Regions from separate parts of the Sus scrofa genome. Here regions 1 and 2 are each linked to region 3. The links are chromatin contacts, called in public promoter capture Hi-C maps. All regions are on one chromosome and are shown on one strand. Each heading gives the region's core, a stretch centred on a gene start, on an enhancer-like site or on the middle of the called end of the contact. The rest is flanking DNA. Distances are from core to core; before and after follow the strand shown.

The links. Promoter capture Hi-C pulls out the DNA fragments that hold promoters and counts their contacts.
Region 1: a contact with region 3 is called in a promoter capture Hi-C map of fetal skeletal muscle, with 4 times the contacts expected there. The contact joins the promoter of RAMP2 here to the promoter of RAB5C in region 3. A contact is called at or near these places in 1 of 5 promoter capture datasets (fetal skeletal muscle), 1 of 47 Hi-C or Micro-C datasets (heart right ventricle) and 1 of 2 datasets of contacts at active chromatin or transcription factors (alveolar macrophages).
Region 2: a promoter capture Hi-C map of fetal skeletal muscle shows a contact between it and region 3, with 9 times the contacts expected there. The contact joins the promoter of RUNDC1 here to the promoter of RAB5C in region 3. A contact is called at or near these places in 2 of 5 promoter capture datasets (fetal skeletal muscle and liver) and 1 of 47 Hi-C or Micro-C datasets (liver).

Annotation. Positions count from the first base shown.
Region 1 is chr12:20,092,793-20,095,689 of Sscrofa11.1, reverse strand. It overlaps RAMP2 (receptor activity modifying protein 2), which reads left to right and starts at 1,264. Exons shown (of 5, transcript NM_214082.1): 1 at 1,264-1,382; 2 at 1,820-1,885; 3 at 2,799-2,897. The coding sequence starts at 1,283.
Region 2 is chr12:19,907,709-19,910,480 of Sscrofa11.1, reverse strand. It overlaps RUNDC1 (RUN domain-containing protein 1), which reads left to right and starts at 1,493. Exons shown (of 5, transcript XM_021066967.1): 1 at 1,493-2,077. The coding sequence starts at 1,580. It overlaps PTGES3L (putative protein PTGES3L), which reads right to left and starts at 1,444. Exons shown (of 7, transcript XM_021066969.1): 1 at 1,047-1,444; 2 at 551-664; 3 at 394-460; 4 at 195-293. The coding sequence starts at 1,054.
Region 3 is chr12:20,612,501-20,615,437 of Sscrofa11.1, reverse strand. It overlaps RAB5C (RAB5C, member RAS oncogene family), which reads right to left and starts at 1,447. Exons shown (of 6, transcript NM_001244254.1): 1 at 1,323-1,447.

The sequences.
Region 1 (2,897 bases), core at 15-2,514, 520 kb after region 3:
GGGAGTAATTTAGGAAAGTTTGGTGCTGACAGCTGTGTCTGGAGTTGAACGTCATGGCCAAGGCAGCTCCTGGGATCCTCCGCTGCTTCAGACTAATGAAGCTCTGGCTCAGGACACGGAGACAGCTGTGGTGTGGCAGAAGTCACAGCCGCTGGGGCCCCAGGCTCAGCCTTCCTGCTTCTCAGAAGAGCGACCTTAAGCAAGTCCTTAGGAAAAGAGGAAAGGAAACCAGTGTCTGCTGAGTTCAGTGCCCTTTCACAAGTGTCACCCTCACTATGATTTAGTCCCACGTTCACACAGAAGGGATCAGAGAATTCTTGATGGTAACTGATGTCATTCCAGGCTATAGAGCTGGAAAGCGGGAAGGCAGGACTCCCGGGGCTGAACTCAAGTTCTGGGCTTTCCTCTGAGCTTTAGCTTCCTCCTCTGTAAATTATGCACCCATCTCATGAATGAAGCCACACATTGTAGGTTCTAGTCTAAACTCTTCCTTTCTCACAACCTTGGCCTTGAAGGGCTGTGGCTATTTTCTCCTTGCGGGGGGAGTAGTCTTACTTTTGCCCCTGCCCTCAATCTGCTTTGTGGGTCTAGGGCCCAGGGACTGCCTCAAAGGGAGGGTATGGGCTTTGGTTTCCCCTCTACCCCCATCCCCAGGCCTTCTCCCGACTCGGAAGGGCTGGCTCCCTCTTTTCCTCCCCGGTTTTGGCAGGCAGGCCGACAGCAGTGGGTGTTCCCAGGGAAAGGGAACGCGGAGCCCAGCTCAAGGCGCCCCTTCCCCCACGGCCCAGGACAACCCCAACCCCCAGCCTTAGATACTGAGGCGTCGAGAGAGGCCCTCTGAGCTCCCAGCCCCCTCCCTCTCCCCACACCCTCCTCCCCCAACACTCCCCCCACAAACTCGCGGAGAAAGGGAAAGGGCGACTAGAGTGCGGGGAGCGGGGAGCGGATGCTGGGAGACCCCGGCGAGGCCTGGGCGCCATGCAGCAGAGCCGAGGAAATGATCCCGGTTCTGGGGTTACGAGGGGAGCTGTCCAGCCACACGGGGTGAACTGGAGGAAAGGGTGGGCCAACGCCGGCCAGGCGGGCGCCAGGGCCGGGTGGGGCAGCGACTCCCCCTCCAGCCCGCGGGCCCCGGGCGTCGCCCCCGCCCCCCACGTGGCCGCAGCCGTCCCAGCCCCTGCGAGGAAGCGGCGCGGCTTCCTGCGGCTGGGGACGAGGATATTGGCGCCCCCGCCAGCGCCCGGCTCAGCGCCGCCGCCCCTCCTCGCCTGCTCGCCGCGCGATGGCCTCGCTGCGAGCGGAGCGCGCCGCCGGGGGCCCGCGGCTCCCCGCGACCCGCGCCGGGCGACCGGCAGCGCTCCGCCTCCTCCTGCTGCTGGGCGGTGAGCGCAGCGCCCCGGGGCCCGGGCAGGAGGCGCGGGAGGCCCTGGAGGGGAGGGGGGCTGGACGGCCGAGGCCGGAACGGCCCCGGGGTGCGGGTGCGGACAGCGCTGCCCTTCGGACGGCCCCGCCTCGGTGAGGACGCCGCGCGGGCTGCTTCCCACTTGGCGAAAGCTGGGGTGCCAGGGCCCCTCCGAGAGGTCTTGGGAGGTCTGGGGCTGATGTGGAGGCAGGGGGTTTGGGTATGAGTGGGAAGGAATTGGTGCAGCCCCTTTCTTCCGGGCACCCGGTGGGGGCCTGCCTTACTCCTCTTTCTCTTCTGAGAGTAGCCCTGATTTCCAAGAGTCTCGGCCCCCAACCCACAACCCCCCCTCCTCCAGGCTCCACCGCCCAGATCCCCATCCGACCGCTCATTGCTCTCTTTCTTTTCTGCCCACAGCTGTCCTGAAGCCCCAGGAGTCCCTGGCTCAGCATTTTCCCACCCCAGATTACTTAAATTTAGAAGGTAAGTACCCAGTGGCTGTGGGAGGGTGGCTAGGGGAAAGGAAGAGAGAGGTCAGTGAACAGGGTCCCTTTCCCACAGGCTAGGCCCCAAACTTAGTTGGCTCCCCTAAATTCCCCTCTCTTTTCTCTTGGGGTTCCTTATAGTCTTTCTACCTCTCATCCCAGAGGGACCCCATCAGCTCTGAGCTGGTCCACCTCACAGTGGGTTAGAAAACCCCCCTCCCCCAAAAAAAGGAATTCCTTTTTTTTTTTTTATCTTTTTAAAGCGGCACCTGTGGCCTATGGAGGTTCCCAGGCTAGGGGTCAAATCGGAGCCACAGCTGCCGGCCACAGCCACAGCAACACCAGATCCGATCAGAGTCTGTGACCTATACCATAGCTCATGGCAACGCGGGAGTTCTTTTTTTTTTTTTTTTTTTTTTTTTTTTTTTTTTTTGTCGTGGCTCAGTACCTTATGAAACCCAGTGAGTATCCATGAGAACGTGGGTTTGATCCTTGGCCTCGCTTAGTGGGTTAAAGATCCCGTGTTGCTGTGAGTTGCGATGTAGGTCCCAGATGCTGCTCAGATCCTGCGTGGTGTAGACTGGGAGCAACAGCTCCAATTTGACCCCTAGCCTGGGAACTTACATATGCTGCAGGTGCGGTCTTAAAGGAAAAAGAGGAAGGCCCCAGAAAAAGTGGATGTGGAAGCTCTTGTTAGGTAGGGAGGTCCGTGCACACGGGAGGCATTAAACTTTTCCTGAGCTGGGACTCTCTCCTCAGCCAGGAGTGTCTTGCTTGGGAAATTTCTGAGGCTCTCCTGGCAGTCCCTATATTCAAAGACAGAAACCGTGGTTCCTCAATGGAACTATCTGGATCAGAGGGCTTGGAGGGAGGGCTGGGGTGTGGTCGATATGCAGCATCTCTACCTACAGGGAAAACACTGGAGGAGAACTATGAGACAGATGCCCAACTTTGCTGGCACGATTATAAGGATTATATGGACTCTATCAAAAAGGATTGGTGTGACTGGG
Region 2 (2,772 bases), core at 244-2,743, 710 kb after region 3:
CACCCAGTAATGGATAAGGTCTGAATTAGGAAGAGATGAAATCATGGATTCTGACTATTTAGGAGGTCAAATAGGCAGGACCTGGTGAGTAATTGAATGTCGATGGGAAAGGAGCCAAGGGAGATTCTCAGATCTATCCTGGGTACCTGGGTACACAGCACAGGAGAAAGAGCTGCCGCTTCCCGCACACCCACCTTGATATCCTCCTTGGTGAGCCGGGGCCAGGCCACCTTCTCCTTCCATTTCCTCACAAAGCAAGTGATGGAGCGGCCAGAGCGTTTATCCTGAGAGTCCTGCCAGATAGCCTCGTTTTTAGGGTCTGAGATTTAGAATGAATCTCTGGTTTCCCAGGCAGCCTTCCCACCAGCCTGTACTGTCCCACTCCACCCTTACCTTGCAGTTCACCTTGGCATAGAACTCAATCTCATTGTAAAACTCCACTCCATCTGGGTTCTTGCAGCTGAGAAGATGTGGGAGGATGAATACGGGGGCATCAGGAGAAGGGGAAGGTTCTCGGGAAGCCAGGCCCTCTAGCGTCGGGGGCCATTACCTGAACACAATGCGGTGGTCTTCGATGAGCACGTGGACATCGGAGCTGTCCTCAACACAAAACTCCATGAACACATACTTGGGCCTGTCGTACCACAGGGTCCGGGCATGCTGCCTGAAGAGGAGTTGAGGTGGGGCTTCATAGGGGTGGGAGAGGGAAGACTGAGGGCATTTGGGAAGGGCGGAAGGAGGGGAAAATACAAGGAAGGGATGTTTTATGCTTTAGCACAAACTGGAGCTAAATCAGACAGAAGGGGGTGTAAGGGGAGTGACAGGAGGGGTCATGTGCGGTGAGGGTGGACCTGGGGAAAATCGAAAGTGCGAGAGCAGAAAGGTAGGGACTTATGAAGAACATACAGCTCACACTTGCCCTCACTACCACAAGCTTACAGAGACTTGGGCTCCGAGGTTCCCCTGGGACCTTGCAGAACCTGGAGCGCCTAGAAAACGTGGGGCAAAGAATCTCCAGGGAAACGGGCGGCTATAGAAGCACTTACCGTGCCATGGCGGCTGCCGCTGCCCGGTCGCAGCTTAGAGTCCAGGGCAGGGGCTGCTATCTTTAGATCCTGGGGACGGCCCCAGCAGCTGCCTCTCCTTATATGGTCGGGGAAAGAGTTTAGAGGAACGGGGAACGTGGCCCTACAGCCAGGGATCTGCACTCCCAAGAGACTCTGTGAGCGGACAGTCCTTGCAGCCCTTCACATCTTGGGATCTCCAGAAATGCACACGTTTGGAATAGACTACCCGCCCGCCCGGACCAGGGCAAGGACCAGAGTCTATACACAGGAAAGGACTTGCCCCGGCTTCATTCACCTGTTTCTTCAACGCTTAGTACACTAAATGCCGGATGCACAGCAGGCGATCAATAAATTTTGGGCCAGTATTAAATCCCAAGGGAAGGCCCGCCCAGGGTGACGTCCGAAAGCTGTACGTCTGAGCCCCGCCCACACGTTCCTCCAGGCTTGCAACCTGCGCGCCGTTGCCATGGCAGCAGGGGGCGCGGCTGACGTGCAGCGGAGTTTCCTGGAAGATGGCGGCCGTCGAAGCGGCTGCTGAGCCGGTAACGGGGGTGGCGGCCGTTGGCCCAAGAGCGAAGGACGAAGAGGAGGAGGAAGAGGAGTCGCTGTCGCCATGCGAGGCGGTGCGCTGGGCGCCAGTGGGGGCGGTGGCGGAGGCCGGACCCGGAGCGGCTGCGTTCTCCGAAGAGGTGGCGGCCGAGGAGCCCTGCGCGGCCACGGGCTCCGCGCCCGACTCCCCGGACCGGACGCTGCGGCGGCTGCGGGCCGAGCGGCGGCGGCTGGACTCGGCGCTGCTCGCTCTGTCCTCCCATTTTGCTCAGGTGCAGTTCCGCCTGCGGCAGGTGGTGCGTGGGGCGCCTGCGGAGCAGCAGCGACTCCTCCGCGAGCTCGAGGACTTCGCCTTCCGCGGCTGCCCTCATGTCCTGGGTTACGGGGGCAGCGAGGACCCCTCCAGTGATGATGCCGACGGGCTGCTGGGGGACCGGCCACGGTTGCGGGGCGAGGACCAGGTGAACAGCTAGGGCTGGACCCGGAGGGATATGGGAATTGAGGGCTGGGTGGGTGACGCGGAGTGGGGTAGCAGTGGTGAGAAGCTGGCTTGTCTAGGTGGGTATGCGCGTCCCAGAAGAGGAGACCAGGCAGATGTTAGGGGCCTGCTGAAAAACAAGAGGAATGAGAGGGCTGGGAAGTTGATGAGAGATGTCCACCAAAGGTGTGGAAAGAGGTACAAGTGTGATGACTTGAGAGGCAGAAGAGCGGTAAGCGAGGAGAGTATTCAAAGGGCAACAGAGCAGCCCACTGAAACAGTGCTGCTTCCACTCATCTTGGGGTCGCTTCATCAAGTACCTAAGTCCTGAGTCCGTTTGCTGATATAGTACCCCGACCCTGGGGATTGAGAAAATTGGCTAGTAAAGAGCAAGCGAATTGAAATCCATGGAAATTTAGGTCTGCTCCCTGTTCTCGCATAACTGGAATCTAGAGAATGCCTTTAATCTTCAGACCCTTGACTGGGTGAAAACTTTGGTGAACAACAAGGTCTCTCATTAACTGAAAGAAACACAACTCCTGATTATATGAATTTCTTAGTGCTGGTATTTTAAAACTCCTTGCCCATCCTACTTAATAACTAGATTTTCTAAATGAAGCCCCTTTGGTAACCATGACAAGATGCATTCAATTAACCTACACTATGTACCGAGAGTTT
Region 3 (2,937 bases), core at 198-2,697:
GTCATGGCCTCAGAGTCAGGCTGCTCTCATTAAGGTACAGTCTCAGGCCTGTACTTTGGCCACATAACAAAGAACCTCCCAGCCTGGTCTGAGACAGCAGCCATTTCACACACCTAAGTTTCAAGCAATGGACAAGGATCAGATGTCAGAACCAGCTGTCTCTAGGAAAAGCTGGGGAGAATCAGCACTTTCGGGTGTGGGAATTCCTTGGGTTACACTAAAAATTAGCACATGAAGAACCCAGAGGTGCCACTGTGATCTCCACCTAATCCTCTGCAATCTACAACTGAGTTGATCAAGTCCAGAAAGGAATGGAAATAGACCCTAGGACTAGAAGTGGCATGACCTGTTGATCAGGGAGGTGAGTGTGTGTTTAGCAGTGGGAAAGAGCCTAGCACTCCTCAATTCCAGACTCCTTATTTTTGGTCTTTTTCCTCCTCTCTAAAGACCAACGGACACCAGTCCCAGGACGAGCAGTCCCTCTGAGGTAGCTTGGAACCACTCGCGTGCTCTGGGAGGACCCGGTTGAGACTCCAGCAAGGGGGGAGGAGAAGGGGAGAGAGATGATAATGAATGGGCAGATCCACTCTGATCTGTGTGATCTGTAGCTAGGATTGAGCAAACCTCAGCTAAATTGTTCAGAGGCAGGAAAAGCGATACACTCAGGGAACGACACAACCAGAGAACACCATAACTAGAGGACGGGGCTGGGGCAGAGGGGAGCAAGCCGAGGAGAAGACAAGGCATTCCTAAAGAGTGACCCTGACTTTAAACTCTGCTAGGATCCTGGGTGGCTGTCTAGCTTGAGGAAAGAGAGGAAGTAAGGAGTTGTGGGAGCGGTCTCACCCAGGACCACCCCCCCCACACCCCGCCCCAGCCTCAGGATATCAAGATAAAATTCCTCTAGGGCTGGAGGGACAACAGTTTTTGTGGGACGGGGTAAAGGAAAACAGCGACAGACAACACTTCTGGCTACCTCTAAAAGAGAAGTCGGACAGGCTCCTTCACACCTGACAAAGATTCCTCCAATTCTAGGAGGAGAGGGAGCGAAACTTAGGGTCTCTCCCTCCCACCACCGGGCTGGACAGGCCAGAGGAGAGCCACAGGGGTTTCCCAAGGGTTACGAAGGGCAAGTAAGGGAAGGAAAGAAGAGCCCCCCCGGCCCCCGCTCTGGCTCGACGCCTGGGGAGCCCCTTAAGAGGGGGCTACGGGTCGGGGGAGGGGTCAGTATCCCCCCAAGCCGGGGCCGGGCGGGAGGAGGGGCTGCCCCGGAGAGGTTTCAACGCGAGCGAGACACTGGGTCCCGGGACAGGCACACTCACGGTGGCTCCGGGGCGGTGGCGTTACTTGAGGCCGGGGCTCGGACAGGCTCCGCTCCTCTCCCCCCGGCGGTGTCCCAGGCTCCGGCCTCCACTTCCGCCTTTCAGCCGCTCCGGATCCGGATCTCCACCTCCGACCCGCCCCTCAATACCCAGGTGACTGACAGGGCGGCGAAGCCAATGGGAGGCACTCTTGGCCGATTCACAGGCGGGGCTGGCGGGGAGCGCGGGAGAGGTGGGAGAGCGCACGCAAGGGACGGCGGGAATTGTAGTGCGTAGCTCCAGGAGGAGCCGCCTGAGACAGGCTTAGGGTGGAGCCCGATGTCGGCTAGGCGGAGCCCGGCCGGGAACTTTTTAAGGGCAGGCCTGCCGATCGCGTCATCGCGGGTTCCAGGCACCCCGAGGGGAGGCGGGTGGCGGAGCGTTGCAAGAGGGTAGGAGGCTGTGTGTGCAGAATTGGGAAAGGAAAAACATGATGTGAATGAATATGCACGTAAGGCCGCGTGGACCAGTCCTGAGCACTCGCTAGACTGGAGGAGCCCGTGTCTGCGCTTTTGGGCCAAGTCAGTTCTGGGAGCCCCACGGGTGGGGACATTTTGATATGGGGAAGATTATGGAAACGCTATAGTAAGGGCTTTCTGGAGACTACTGGGTAAGATCAAAGGGAGAGCCCCTGCCACTGCCCAGCAGTAAACTAGGACCCTCTGCCTTTGGCTCAACCGGAACCGACTCTGCCCCTGTCTCTCCCCACCCTCAACCAGTTCCAGCTCTTGTCTCTTAACTCCAAGCACAGAGCCAGACACTTCCCATCCAGTGAACTGGACCCACTTCTGTTTGCCCCCGCTTTGCCCTTCACATGGATCAGGGCTTTTTTTTTTTTTTTTCCCTGCTCCCCTCAGTATGGATTAGGACCACTTCTGCTCACCCCCAACCCCCCCAACACAGCTCCTCTGCTTCTGCATCTCACCCCCAGAGATACTACTCAGCACCTGAATGGAATACTAGCTCACCCGGAGGCAGCTGTGGGCATTGTTCCTATGACACCAGCCAACACCAAACATACCCTGGAGCCTGAGCTGGAGAATGGACCTTGCAACCTGTCCAGGACAACTTGCCCACACCTGGTTCCATTTGGTCACCAGGGTGCCTCTAACAACGTCCATACCACCAACCCCTTCAGTGATTGTCAGAGAAGTGAAAGCTAAGAAAGAAGAGAGAGCTTAAGAGAGCAAAGGGGATGGGGCAGAGTGGGATTCTTAGTAGGTTCTGGCTGGTGACAGCACTTCTTCCAGACCCTGCTGTTCCTAGCCTGCAACAGGCACAGGATTGGTTAATGCAGAATTAGTGGGGAGTCCTGTGGGTCACCTTGGCAGGGCTGGAGGTGGACTTGAGTCAGGGCTCTGTCCCTCCCACATATCGTGTCTGAGTCTGTGGCTGTGACCAGGTGAGGGGGAGGGTGGGTATGACGGGCCCATAGTGACTCATTACGGTTTCTGCCTCATCCCTGGGGCCCCTGGTGGCGTGAATGTGGTGCCAAGTGGATTGGTTGGCACCTTTGCCCTCCTAGAGACAGCAACAGGGCCCTGGGGTATGGTGGGGGAGTGACTACCTACCGTGT